Regions from separate parts of the Mus musculus genome. Here region 1 is linked to region 2. A link is a contact called in public HiChIP or PLAC-seq data. All regions are on one chromosome and are shown on one strand. The core of a region is the stretch at or near the end of the contact, and the rest is flanking DNA. Distances in the headings are between cores, read along the strand shown. Region 1 overlaps Vps13b (vacuolar protein sorting 13B). Region 2 overlaps Stk3 (serine/threonine kinase 3).

What was found. HiChIP or PLAC-seq counts read pairs in DNA pulled down with a chosen protein or histone mark.
Region 1: a contact with region 2 is called in a FOXA1 HiChIP or PLAC-seq map of pancreatic cancer cells. The contact joins two enhancer-like sites. A contact is called at or near these places in 1 of 39 promoter capture datasets (cranial neural crest) and 1 of 115 datasets of contacts at active chromatin or transcription factors (pancreatic cancer cells).

What each region holds. Positions count from the first base shown.
Region 1 is chr15:35,661,479-35,665,666 of GRCm38.p6, forward strand. The region is part of intron 30 of Vps13b (vacuolar protein sorting 13B); the gene reads left to right. Among named protein-coding and RNA genes, the nearest start is that of Mir875, 2.5 kb to the left of the region's middle. Within about 2 kb of position 2,798, at least 13 of the 459 cell types and tissues checked have an H3K27ac peak or open chromatin away from gene starts, as enhancers often do. A contact at or near this core is called in pancreatic cancer cells, where this site is marked.
Region 2 is chr15:35,019,410-35,023,765 of GRCm38.p6, forward strand. All of the region lies in intron 6 of Stk3 (serine/threonine kinase 3), which reads right to left. Among named protein-coding and RNA genes, the nearest start is that of Gm52204, 110 kb to the left of the region's middle. Within about 2 kb of position 2,347, at least 37 of the 459 cell types and tissues checked have an H3K27ac peak or open chromatin away from gene starts, as enhancers often do. A contact at or near this core is called in pancreatic cancer cells, where this site is marked.

The DNA of each region.
Region 1 (4,188 bases), core at 1,548-4,047, 640 kb after region 2:
CTAAAAGTATATAATTCAGGCTCAGGTCAAAAGCTGATTCTATTAATCCAAAGTAACATTGTTAAATCTTTTCAATTTTGGATGAATTTACCTGCTATATACAATATGGAAACACAACTTTGGCGATTCCTTCTATTTTTTTTTTTTTTTAAGTCTTTGCAGAGTAAATGGCATCATACAATTCCAGTACCTTCTCAGTGTGGCTGCAGGGCTGTGTGGACACGGGAGGCGTAGTACAGTGGTCCTCGGCAGAGCAGAAGGTGCTCTCCATCCTGCTAAGAACTGCAGCATCCAGGAGCTTTTCTGAACAAGGGACTTCTTTTAAATATGTCTAGTCACCTCAAAAGCTGTGTAGACCATTTCCTGCCAGTAGGATTAGAGGAAGGAAGCACCAGGCCATAGTGTTTGATGTGTGATGTACTGTAATTCTTTTCATGTGTTTGCTGGCTTTTATATGATGATCAGTGTTCTGCTACCAATTGTGACCCTGGTGTGGTCCAGGTTATTAAAGTTCAGACATCTTTAATGTATAGGTTCATTACATATCTAGCCTAGCCGCATTGTTGTAATTAAGGATTGATTTATGTTACTTACCCAACACTCATCTTCATTAAAATATTTATGTTTTATAATTGAGTAATTTTCTTAGTGACTGTGATCTTAGTGGCTAAAAGAGATGATTCTGTGCTTAGACTGCCAGTTCGTACTCTACTAGAGACTCTCACATGCTTTTCAGGCCTCCTTGGTTTACCTTCTAAACCTGTTATTTAAATGGACATTTTTCCATGAGTCTTTTATGAGTGTATATAAAGTTCAAAATGGAATATTGCTTCACAGTCTATATTAATTGCTGCTTTTATTATTATTAGAAAATACCTGAGAAGAGGCAGGTTAGGGCAAGAAACAGTGTTTGGGCTTATGATTTGAGGCTGTGTAAGCCCATCGTTGCTGATAAGCCTTAGCAGTAGGAGCAGCTCAAAGCTCTAATGGAGGAATCATGAAACTGCATGCCCAAATCTTGGCAGGCCAGGAAGCAAAGCATGGGTGTTAGGAAGAGCTCCTGGTGTGGTGGCAGGAGTCTTTGGCTATTAGTTCACACCTCTGCAAACCTGACATCAAAGAGCAGGAAATAGAACCCAGCTATAAACCCACACCAGTGACCCACTTCCTCCAGCTAGACCACACCACCCTAAAGTTCTACAGCCTCTCAAAACTATACCACCACTGGCAAGTCAAGCTTATCCACACTGTATCCGTGCCTTTGATAAAACATTGTGATAATTATATACTCATTTATTTTGAGATACCACATTAAAGAACATGAAGTGATAAACTGCCTTGGATTTAGGGTGGCTTATTTGGGGGCATGAATAAGAAAGATCATAAATTATATATAGTTTCACTGACTGAAACACTATTAATATTTAATTGTAGCTACGGACTTAATGTTGTAATATTCATGTGGGTAGATTCTCTGCAGCCAACATTAAAGATGATGTGTATCCCACTTATTAACATAAAATGTGACGTAGGTGTTTAGTTATTCAATAATAGGGTCTTAATTGTGTATGTATTGTACTCTTATCTTCTAACAAGTCTGTGTGAATGGAAAATGGCCTGAGAGCTTTAAAAGTGATACTGTTAATTTATAACTGTTCTAAATCAACAAAGGAGTACACATGGCTCTTGCTGCATATATAGCAGAGAATGGCCTTGTCATGCACTAATGGGAGGAGAGGTCCTTGGAACTCTGCAGACTTGATAGAATCCCCAGTGTAGGGGAATCGAGGGCGGGGAGGGATGATGTGATAGGATATTTCCAGGAAGGAGGGAAACCCGGAAAGGAGATAACATTTGAAATGTAAATAAGGAAAATATCCAATTTTTAAAAAAAGATAGGAAAGGAATTGTCTTTATTAAAATGTATTGCAATTTGGACTGCCTAGAATACTTTCAGTCCAGTTAATTAGGTTGTAATTTGTGTTTACAAATGCCTCCACTATATTTTTTTTTCTCAATATAGAATCTAGTTAGCCAGTTAACTTGCAACAATAAATTATTTTCAAGACTCCATATTTACAGACTCTGTCATAATCTTAAACGCTTACATCAGAGAAAGGGAAGGGGGAGTGATGTTGCTGATACCTAGCTGAGTCCTCCTGGATCAGACTCTGTCCACTTGGGAGTCTAATATTTTCTCCAGTCGTCTCAGCTGTTTTCCTGCAGCTGAAGACAATCTTGCTCTGAAGGACTCATCCAAGTACCCAGTCTGACAGTCAGCCATTTTATCTCCTGCCATATTTACTTTCCAAATTACTGTCTTTCTTTCGTAGAGACTTTGTGATAAATGTGTAGACATTTAATTTATTCAAGATATGAAAGTTATACTTGGTTTTACGTTCCTATTTTCTGGATTGTTTAGCACTTTATAGCTCTCAGTTGAGCTATAAGTGAATAAATTTTGCTACTTTACATTGAATTCCCACGATTGCCTATTCAGCAGTGAACACTAAATGGTTCAACATGAGCTGCTCCTTGTGTAAACATACAAAAGGCCCGTCCCAGACTAAATCAATTTAAAAAGGAAAACATTAAAGCCATGTTTCCTGTTATACACTTAAAGTCATCTTTGGTTCCTTATGATTACATTATTGACCAACTATTGCAAACTTGAGTTTATCCTCCCACACCACCTGCTGAGTAGTTTAAATGGTGTGGGAGGAGAGTTTGGAAGGCCAAAGCCATTACAATTATATAACTCCTACGTGGTAGTTGATAAAGCAGCTTTTTGTGTGAAGAATAAGGAAGTTATGAGAACTGTGCTTCTTCGTCTTTCCTGCTTCGATTGCTTGGTTTCAAAGGCAGCAATAGGGATGGAGCAAAGTTCATAGGTCATTTTCGAAGCATATGAAGTTGAGACAGGAAGATTTGATTTCTTTCTCGATAGCAAACGTGTAGGGAAAGGAAGCAATACTATAAGGCTTTTTACTGTAACATATTTACATTATAGTTTTAGAACAGATTAGAACTCATATGAGGAAAATTAATGTTATGTTTAGGGAGGAGATGAGAGGATATCCTTTATCTAAAGCTATGCTGAACAAAATAAGAAATACTTTCTCCTACATGTGCAGCCACGGCCAAGAAGCAGGACTGGGTGGGTAGGGGAGCAGGGCGGGGGGCGGGGCAATAGGGGGCTTTTGGGATAGCATTTGAAATGTAAATGAAGAAAATATCTAATAAAAATTGAAAAAAAGATATTGAATCATCTCTACTCTTGAATACATATTTTGCTCAGCCTTAGTGTTTTATGAACAATTTTTAATAAAAATTGCCTGTTGAATTTAAGAAAGAAAGAAAGAAAGAAAGAAAGAGAGAGAGAGAGAGAGAGAGAGAAAGAAAGAAAGAAAGAAAGAAAGAAAGAAAGAAAGAAAGAAAGGAAGAAAGGAAGAAAGAAAGAGACTTTCTCAGGAGTGAAATAGCCAGGATAGAGTTTTGTTTTGTTTTGTTTTGTTTTGGTACAGAAGTTGGAGGCTCCTGACTCTGCAAACTGGCTTAGCTTGCATGGCTGTCTGTTACTCTGCTCAGCATCATAGTTATGTTGCCCTTTTTATGGCAAATATCTTACTTTTTTTATCCTTTTTTTCCCCTTTTGCTAGACGTTCATCTGTTGTTTGGCCTTGTTGGTCATCTCCTATCATTTTGCTCATTCCTGCTCTTGTGCCCTACTCTCCAGAGCTTTTCCTGCTTTATTATCTGCAGTCTTGGTTTCTGGCCATGGCTTCCTCCCAAACACTAGTAAGTTAAACAGTATGCTTTCCTGAAGTGCCATCTCCACTCTATCACTCTATATAGTGCCTGTAGTGCATAAGATTGGAATTGTTCCTTTATTAAATTTTTGACTAAGAAGTAACTATTGTAGAAATGTCTTTTAAATTTCTTTCTTTCTATTGGGTATTTATTTCATTTACATTTCCAATGCTATCCCAAAAGTTCCCCACACCCTCCGCCACCCACCCACTCCCACTTCTTGGCCCAGGCATTCCCCTGTACTGGGGCATATAAAGTTTGCATGACCAATGGGCTTCTCTTTCCACTGATGTCTGACTAGGCCATCTTCTGATTCATATTTTCAGCTAGAGACACGAGCTCTAGGGGGTATTGGTTAGTTCATATTGTTGTTCCACC
Region 2 (4,356 bases), core at 1,097-3,596:
TATAGATGTGAGGAAGAAAAGAGTGTCTGTGGTGCCTGAATGCAACGAACCTCAGAGCTTCACACGCTGATTTAAGAGAGTCTCCAGTACATGTCTGCACAGGGCATTATGGTGGGCAAACTAAGGAAGAAATGGGGTAGCCTGAACAAGACGTGCCTTATGAGCCTGAAACCCCCAGCTCAGATCTATCAGCCGGGTGGAGTTGATTCTAATGGATCTTTGTTATTTCCTAGTAGAAGGGGAGGAAGATGATCCGCAGCTAAAACACTTTAAGGTCAGATGTCTTCAGAAATGAACCCAGAGAAAACACTTTACAATCAAGCTTAACAAGTTTTTACTTTCATACTTCCAAGGATCCTAACTAAAAATTGACAAAAATTTATGTATGTCTTTCTATCACATCTCACATTTGGACGATGAGAACACAAAACCAATATATCCATCCATGCCTTGTCTGACAACAACTTCATAATACCTTTACTACCACAGCTCAAGCCCCTCCATCTCCTGCCTGACCAACTGAAGAGCAACATCTTCATTGTTTATCTTCCCTGCTCGTACCCTTGTGTGGCTACTAACCCTTCTCCATAAAAAGAACAGCTCATTTAAACCCAGCTAGAACACAGTATTCCTCTGTTTAAGATCTTCAATGGCTACAAATCTCAGAGTAAATGCTAACCATCAAACCATAGCTTATGAAGGAAGCCACAGTGGTCTGGTCCTCTGCTACTCCTGTATAACATCTATGTCTCTTGTATCTAACCTGGCTCAGCCATTTAAGCCACGTCACTGTTCCTTATACCAAATACTCTATTTAGATTCTCCTAAGGAAACATTCTTTCAAAAAAGATCTGCATGGTTTATTTATTTATTTGTTTATTTCCCTCCTTTATCTGTACTAACCCTAACAACCACCTTATCAAAATAGCCTTTCTCAACCTCTCTGTGTACATGTAATAACACAAACACATTTGTCATCCTGTGTCCCTCTTACAGTTATAAACCTTATCATCATTTTAAAATTTGTGCATATACAACTTAATACTTTTGTTATATAAGTACCTTGCAAAAGGCTGGATGCATTTCATTTATTGTTATATCTCAATGTCTAAAACACTGTGAGGAAAAAGCACTTACAAATGAGACAGGGCTGGGAGGGTAACTCAGCAGTAGTAAGCTGTTTGCCTCACAAGCCCAATGCTCTGAGTTTGATACCCAGCACTAAAAGACAAATGAATAAATAATGAATAAATCACTATACCTACATCTTAGCCTTTCTCAGGGGGGACTTAAAATATATAAAATCTTACAAAGAGATGGAACTGGATAGCTAAATAAAATGAATATTATATGTATATACACATATACATTCATAAACACACACGTTAGCTGGCTTTCTTAGGAAGATAGAAGACTTGGCAGGAAATGATTTAACTTCAGAAAGAATAAAATTTATATGAGTCATTGACAAACAAGTCAATCCACCTTGAAAGACTAGTAAGTACCAACAACTATGTGAAAAATGTTATAATAAAACCACATAATTAGGCCCAGAGAACAGGACTATCTTGCCAGTATTTGTTGTCATTGGCAAACATCCATATTAACTCAGCTTCCCCAATTCAAAATACAAATGGAATAGTGAATTGCCAACTCACTGGAGAGAAAGACTGTATTACAATCTGGGTTCATATTAAAGTTACCTCATTCTTTTCAACTTAGATCTGACCTACAGGAAAATTTTTAACAGATTCTACTGGACAAGTGCCATAGTAAAGTTTAAAATTAGCATTTCAGATGCTAACCTAAAGGATTTCCATTTTATTTCTCAAAACCAAACTAGGCTAAAAATAAAATATGATGAATTATGAGTATAAAGTGAATAAAAGAAACATTTTGTCAGGGAAAAAGAAAAGTGCAACACTGGTCCCTTCTCTCGTTTCTTTTGATTTCATTCATGCGTGGCCTGAGTCAGGGCTGAACACATGGCAGCTGTAAACTGATGAAGCTGATACTGCCCCTCTTCCCTTCAGTTCCATTATGGAAACCTACACACACGAACATGCACAACAGGGCTTCATGTAGCCCAGGCTTCAAACTTTCTATGTATCTAAAATAGCCTTGAACTCTGGTCCTCCTGCCTCTACCTCCTGGGTGCTAGGGTTCCAGGTGTACAGTACCACATTCATTGACTTACCCCATCATTGTAAGAACTCTTTCCCTGAAGACATGTGAATAATTGAGTCCCTGTCCCTTATAGGTCATCCACCATAACTTAAGTAGGATGCACCAAAGTCCAAGTTGGGAAGCCAATAAGTTTATTGGGCATGAGTCAGGGTGGGTTATACATAGAAGCCTGACTATGAAAAATACTCACTGCATGATGTATATCCACTTCTCCACATCTGACAGACAGAGACCTGCCCTTGTAAACCTCCCAATACCATGAGGCCACATGCAATTGGAGCAGTACGACATATGGTGGCTGGGAGGTACAGAAGAGTGTAGACAGACTCTCAGGTGAGAGTCTGATGGCCCACTCTTCTTCCTCTTCCTCCTCCTCCTCCTCTCAGGGGTCTCTTATAAGAAGTCACAGCTAGCTGCTCTGATGAACACTCTGGCCGCTGTGCTCAGAAGGTGGTACTCCACAATGAACAGAGACATGTCTCCCTTCTGAGTTACTACATGTGCAAAGAAAATCGAAATACTCCCATTTTATACAAGAGCGTTAACTTCATTAATACCTGCATGTCACAAAACATTGCATTTCCTTTACAAAAAAAAATGCACTAGCTGCTGTACATCTGTGTCAATAAACTCATAATTAGAAAAGTCACCCAAATATAATGAAATGTCTGAGCTTGGGGTTTACTGGGTGGTGGGAAAGCTCAGGATGTTCTCAATGGAGACTGTTTAGAGGAGAGATGGAAGAAACTGTAAGTAACAACGTAACACTGAGCAGAAAGGGGGCAAAGATAAATACCTAGAAGCACATACAAATAAAGTGTGGCTAAAACGAAAGGCACGGAAACAGAAAGATACTCAGAGCCAAAGGCCTTCTATAACACTCTTAAGAATCTGACTACTAACTAGCCTCACACTTGTAAAACTGCTTCCTGATGGAGAGGTTTTGAAGGGAACAGGATGATCTGTGTGACTTAGGATGATAAATCTAGCAGTGTTGTGAAATTGACTCTGGAGAAGACAAAATGGAGGACTACTATTTAGAGTGATGTAGAAATGCAGAGGGAAAAATACTAAGTCCGAAAAATGGGAATAAAGAACTCCTAGAAGAGTAATGCATTTAGTAAGTACTGAGTAATGGAAGTCTGAATTATCTCTAGCTATGGGGACTGGGCAGGAAGAAAATGTCAATAGAACTTGACTAATAAAACTGGAAGATTAGACAAAAGCTATTTTCCAGACTCTTGAATTTGGCAACTGGTAGTATGAAAAACAATGGAAGATACTGAATTAAAGCTTGAAACAAATGTGTGAATATTAGATTTTAAGTGTCTCAACAATATAGAAAATAATTATCTAGACAGGAACTAAAAATGAGTACAGGACTCAAGATCGACAGCCATGGGGGTGGGGGAAATCAAGAAATGAGACATCAAAGAAGTCAAAAGAGGCAAGGGTGGCAAACAGATCTTCTATGGACAGTTGCAGGACAGCAGTGGGGAAAAAAGAGCCAAAGTCTACTCAAGGAGAAGTAAGAGGAGCTGCAGCCATAGGCACCTGCATCTGGGTGGTTCCATGAGAAAGACAAGGAGGGTGGGGCAGACGGAAGGGTAGGAGGGACCATTCCAGAAAAGAGGAAGAGAAAGAGAGAGCATGAGGTTAAGGCCCAAAGAAGCACTGATCGGATATTTCCATCTTTAAGGTATTTCTAATTTTTTCTAATTTTTCATTATGTATGTTTAAACAATATGTATATAGCACATTGATTTACAAGGCGAAGTACTAAATACCCTAAAAAGAACCATCTCTTTCATTTTCACCAGAATCCCAGGAGGAAATATTTCTCCATTTTCTATTCCACAAGAAAATTAAAGGATCAGAAGTTTAAGTAATGTTCTTACAAACTCTGTAAATACAGGACAGAGTTGTAAAGTGAATCCAGACAGTCTAACTCCAAAGCCTATGTTCTCAGCCATCAAATTACTCTGCCTTCTATACAACAAGATAATAGTTATGGAGTTTGCGGATCAGAAACTTATTAAACTTATTAATATATTTTTAAAAAACAGATAATTAATAGTAACACTATTAAGGCACTAATAAACATGGTTTTCTCACTAGTATATAAAAATATACATAAGAAGAGTTCTTAAATTTTTACCATGCAACAGA